Regions from separate parts of the Anas platyrhynchos genome. Here region 1 is linked to region 2. A link is a contact called in public Hi-C data. All regions are on one chromosome and are shown on one strand. The core of a region is the stretch at or near the end of the contact, and the rest is flanking DNA. Distances in the headings are between cores, read along the strand shown.

Region 1 (2,700 bases), core at 70-2,569, 220 kb before region 2:
TTTTGGGGGGGAATCTTTTGTTCTTAGATATCTACTGGTAGCTTCTCAGACCTCTCCTGAATGGTCTCAAACAGAAGTAGTGTTTTCTTTTGTGCAAGCAGTCTGTGTCTTGGGAAGTGCTACTGGCCTTTGTCCAAGACAGACTGGAATTAGATGGGCTTTGGCTCAAACGTGCTGCAAATTAGGACTTCTTTGTACTTAGATCTGATCATTGTGTTGCAAGCATCATCTATCTCACTGTCCATCTGAATATTGTTTTCTTCTGCAGAAGCCCAAGTCTTCAGTCCACATGTGACTGCTCAGAGCAGAGTCATAATATATGGTGCTGGTATTGCTGGTAGCTGCCTTTTTTGGGGGTTTCAGTCGGTTTATAGCAGTATGAGTTGTGATTAGCTGAATGATTTGTGCCATTATCTTGGGGAAGACTTACTACTTTTTTATTTATTTTTTAAAGACACGGATACTTGAGAGTCTTTAGAGGCCAGCTCCAATGTAAAGGGAAGGGGGGGGGATGAAAAAAAAACAGCAGTTGATTATTTTGAAGCTTGAAAGGATAACCGATTCCAAGGGGCTGTGGGGTGTATGTGACGTGTATGTGGCGTAGTTTCCACACAGCAATAACCCTGTGGTAAGATGTGAGACCCTACAGCAATATAGGACGGGCTGAAACAAGGGCAGGTGTGTAAGAGCCTAAATCGAGGTGTTTTTAACTCGGCTGAGGTGTTTAATTCACTGACTGAGCTGTTCAACCCCCGCCGCCTCCCCGTGACAGGGGCCGGGGCCGAGCCGAGCCCTCAGGGGCTGAGGCGAGGGGCGGGGCGGGGCCGTCCCCTCAGAGCGCGGCGGGGACGCACTGCGCCTGCGCGCGGCCCGCCTCTACCCCCCCCCCCTTCCCTGCGGGTCGGCGGTCACGTGACCCGCCCTGTGGGCCGCACCATTTTTCGGGGGTAGGAGAGGGGGAGCGGGGCCCCCTCCGGCTGTGGGTTCGCAGTCTCCTCGACCTGTCCCGGCTCCTGGAGGTCTATCACTGATGTCTTCTCTTCACCGTGTGATAACAGCGCGAGGCTCAGCGAGTAAAAAGAAGGAGACGTGTTTTGGAGTTTCAAGCCCCCCCCCGCACCCTCTGAGGTAATGGTTCCGCCCAGCCCTGTGCAGAGGGCGGCTGCGGGCCGAAGGCGTCGCCTGAACCATGACGGCGGGGCGCGGGGGGGGACGCGGCGGCGTCGCTTGTCACCAGCGGGGCTGCGGCGTGAGGACACCGCCTGGGCGCCGTCTCAGCACCACCGTTCTCTCCGTTCTTCCTCCTTCTCCTGCTGGGCGGCGAGCGAGCAGCCGAGAAGTGACCTCCAACTATAACCTCACCCCCCCCGGCGGTGGGTGCGGATGGTACAGCCCGGCGGGGCCGCGGCTGTCAGCTGCCCGCAGCCACGGGACGCGCCGGGGGGGCCGCGGCCGCGGTGAGCGGGGCCTGGGGGGGGGGACCGGGAAGGGGTCGGAACGGGGCCGGGGCCGCTGAGGGGGGACCGGGGCCGAGCCCTGAGGCGTGAGGGAGTTGGGGGGCTGCAGCCCGAGGGGCCTCGGCACCGTCGCGGTGTGGGGAGGGCGGGTGGGCCTGGCACTGGCCTCCCCCTGAGGCGCCTGGGGCCTCCCCTGAGGTACCTGGGGTCCCCCCTGAGGCGCCCGGGGCCCCCCCTGAGGTACCCGGGGTCCCCCCTGAGGCGCCCAGGCGAGGCGAGGCCGCTTCGCTCTCCCCCCATCAAAGCCTGAGGTATCAGAGCCCCCCCATGTAGGGTTGGGCCTCTCCCTTTGGCTGAGCCGCCCCTCAGGGGGATGCACAGCAGGGTTTCGCCCAGCTGAGGAGGGTTCGAGGCTTGTTCTCCGTGCTGATGTCGTCTGTTTTCTCCTTTATCCGCAGGAGGCCTTGACGGACGCGCCGCGCTCTCACTATGAATGCTATCGTCGCCCTCTGCCACTTCTGCGAGCTCCACGGGCCCCGCACCCTCTTCTGCACCGAGGTCCTGCACTCGCCGCTTCCCCAAGGCGCCAGCAGCGGGGACATCGCTGGGCAGAATGAGCAGGCGGAAGAGGAGGAGGGCGGCATCCAGATGAGCAGCAGGATCCGCTCGCACAGCCCGGCTGAAGGTGCCAGTGCTGACTCCAGCAGCCCAGGGCCGAAGAAGTCAGACATGTGTGAGGCAAGTGCGAATAGCTGCACATGGACATCAGTGGCCTTTTACTTTACTAAATCTATTACTTTTCTAAAAGCTCTTGGATTCTCTAATGCAAATTGTGTCGCTATTTGTGTTTTGTGTGGTTTTTTTTTAAGCAGGAAAAAAGTGAACTGCACTTGTATTTGAATATGACTGACAGTACCAAAAAACGTCTAAGTCCTTACACAGTACAGCTACCCGTGACAGGATGTTAAAGGGACTGTGTTTGAGGCTATTGACCTTTACAAGATTGTCTTCTGAGGTCTCTTTTAAGCCCTCTATGCATTTTAGTCTTGTGACGCTGAGAAATGCTTCCCTCATCCTCTGAGAGTCACTGCTTCATTAGCTCAGGTCTTACTATTGATTAACGTTAGTCTGTAACTCTTGAATGAGAAAAAAATTGTCAAAGCAATTAAAATGGTGGAGAAAATGTATGTTCTCAGTTGTTGATGTGCCTGGCTTCCGTGTAAGTTACGGCCAGTAGTATTGT
Region 2 (2,700 bases), core at 112-2,611:
GTAGGACTCGCCTCTCACACAGGCAACACGGGACACTTGGTTTCAATCAACTTTGCCAGCACCTGCAGTCTTGTGACGCTGACTGTTCCCTATTAAATTAAATAGGCTGTCAGATACCAGGTAAATTACCACAGGAGCTTGGATGTAGCTCTCAGGCAGCCATGGTCCTGTGAGAAAGTCAGTGCATTAGGCTCTGGCTCATCCTGTCCTGCTTTGCTGAGAAGGATGGTCTGAAAGGGCTTTTTCTAGCTCTGATTTTCAGAAGACCGAGCAGACTGCAGCTTCCAGTAAGGCTGCCATTACACAAATGAACTTCTTGTTTTTCATTTTAATTTGGATAAGTATAATTATTGATTCTTTCCTTTTGATTCACATTGGCCCTAAAGCCAGAAAAGCGTGTTACTGTCAGACCTATCAGAATGTGATTTTTAGGAAGATCTTGAATCCTTTTCTATTTTTTCCTTCAGTATTGATCCCTTACTAATGACAAACAAACATACTGATGCAAACTCACGGCCCCAGTGTGTTTTCCTTATTAGAGAGGAACAAAATGCCGTTACCATATGTAAACTGCTTCAAGTAACTGTCATAAAAAAACACACAAACACAACTGCTCACCTCACTGCTGCTCAAAGGGAAAGACACCTGGGATTAACTCCCTTTGTCGCTGGATAATGCCTTTGTAGATGTATCTCCTGCTCACGCACGCTGTAGGGAATAGGAAGAGAAGCTCCTTGTGCCAGGACGAAGCCCTTGGTGCAGGAGCTCCTCACACCACTGAGTCCATCCAGGCTTTGGGATTTGGGCATCACAGGAACCTTGTTTTCCAAAGGCCTGCTCGGATTTGTGCTGTAACCCTGCAGCACCCCGTTGCCCGTTATCAGCTCCACGGCCTTTACAGGAGCTGAGGCTGCAACACTTCAGCCCCATTTCACCTCAAAGGGAAAAGCTCTTGGACTGCGGGTGCTGCCTGCGAGCACTGCTGCGGGGAGCCCGTTTAAGAACCAGGGAACCACACTGCCCCTGGTCTTGCTGCCCACACTCCGGGACCGCGATCAGGGCCCTGCAGAACGCCACCTCCTCCTCTTTTATCACAGGATTTCGCCATCCCTGCCCCTGTAGCCATGCACTGCCAGCTCTGGGTACGCTGTATGCAGCTCCCCTGCCCTTTCAAGCAGGGCTGGCAACGAGCTGGCTCCTCAGGGATCCTTCTGGGAGGCTGAATTATTAATTGTTTTATTATTAATATTATTAATATTATTATTATTAATTGAACCACTGCCCTAATAGACCCGCAGGCCCAGCTCGGAACAAAGTGAGGCCGGAACCTCCCACCGGGGGCGCTGTTTCCCGACCGGACCCAACCCACGGCCGGACCCACGAAGGGCAACGCCGCGGGCCGGCTCCCAGGCCTTCCGGCAGAAGCGGCCTGCTATTGGGCGCGCCGCCGGAAGCCCCGCCTCCCCCCGCCGCACTTCCGGCGGTGGCCATGGTGACGGCGGCGGGCAGGTAGGGCCCGGCCGGGGGGGCCCTGAGGGGACGGGGGCGGCAAAGGGCGGCTGGGGGGGGGCCGTGAGGGGCTGGGCTGGTAATCTTGGGGGTTACATTGATAATCCTGAGGGGTTGGATTGGTAATCCAGGGAGGTGTATTGATAATCCTGAGGGGGTGTATTGACAATCCCGGGGGTTATTTTGGTAATCCCAAGGGTTGTATTGATAATCCCAAGGGGGTGTATTGACAATCCCAGGGGTTGTATTGGTAATCCCGGGGGTTGTATTGATAATCCCGAGGGGTTACGTTGATAATCCCAGGGGCTATACTGAGATCTTTTTGGGGTAAAAGCATAAATAAATGGCATTAAGCGACTCCCAAAACACAGCGGATCGTCTCCTCAGGCACTGCTCCAAGTGATAGCGGGGAGATAGCAGGGTTTTCGAATTGCACCTTAAGAAGTTAATTCAGACTGTTATAACTGAGCCTTCCCACCTCAGCAGCCCCCAGACGACCGATCTTTGTTGCCATCCACTTACAGACCTGGTGTCCGCCTGCTCCTGTTGCCTGGGGCAGTCCTCACCGTCACACTTCCCATCATTTCTGTTCAGAAATCCAGCTGGGGTCTTGGATTCCTTCTCCCAAACCCCTCCTCCCTTTCTTCTCTGAACAATTACCTTTTACTGAGGAGTTCTGTCCAGGCACTGAGTTCCTTCTTAGGCCTTTTGCTGATTTCTAATGCCCTCAGGGTATCTCGCACATCATTTTCTGCTCATGAAGTCTGGAGTGAAAGCAGATAATGTAAGTGCACACAAGCATTTTGTTAATTCAGCTGTTTCAATGAGCGTAGTCACTTTATTTTTCTCATTAGGTCTTCAGTGAGCTTTTTGAACCTTCACTTACCATTGTTTGGGGACCTGGTGAGTCAGAGAAATTGTCAAATTTCCTGTTTGCTTCTATTAAATCACTGATTGAATAGACAATGCTGCCTTCCTTTGTCCCCTGACCTCAAAGTCTACACATTTCACGTCAATTTCTTTCTGAAGCAGTTGGATCACCAAGAACATTTAGCTGGTGTTAAACGCAAGCAATGCTCACTCTTCTTCCCTGTCAAACACGGCTTGAAAAGGATTTAGCGAATGTGGTCTGCTTGAAGGAATGCCCATTTCCCTGGCAGATACCACGTGCTGCTGCCGAGTGTGATGAGC

The links. A called contact is a pair of places that touch in the nucleus more often than the background predicts.
Region 1: a contact with region 2 is called in a Hi-C map of subcutaneous adipose tissue, with 2.1 times the contacts expected there. The contact joins the promoter of FLCN here to the promoter of DHRS7B in region 2. A contact is called at or near these places in 2 of 8 Hi-C or Micro-C datasets (liver and subcutaneous adipose tissue).

Annotation. Positions count from the first base shown.
Region 1 is chr15:17,011,520-17,014,219 of IASCAAS_PekinDuck_T2T, reverse strand. FLCN (folliculin) reads left to right here and starts at 1,319. Exons shown (of 12, transcript XM_038186796.2): 1 at 1,319-1,457; 2 at 1,916-2,195. The coding sequence starts at 1,947.
Region 2 is chr15:16,792,471-16,795,170 of IASCAAS_PekinDuck_T2T, reverse strand. DHRS7B (dehydrogenase/reductase 7B) reads left to right here and starts at 1,361. Exons shown (of 7, transcript XM_027469151.3): 1 at 1,361-1,509. The coding sequence starts at 1,490.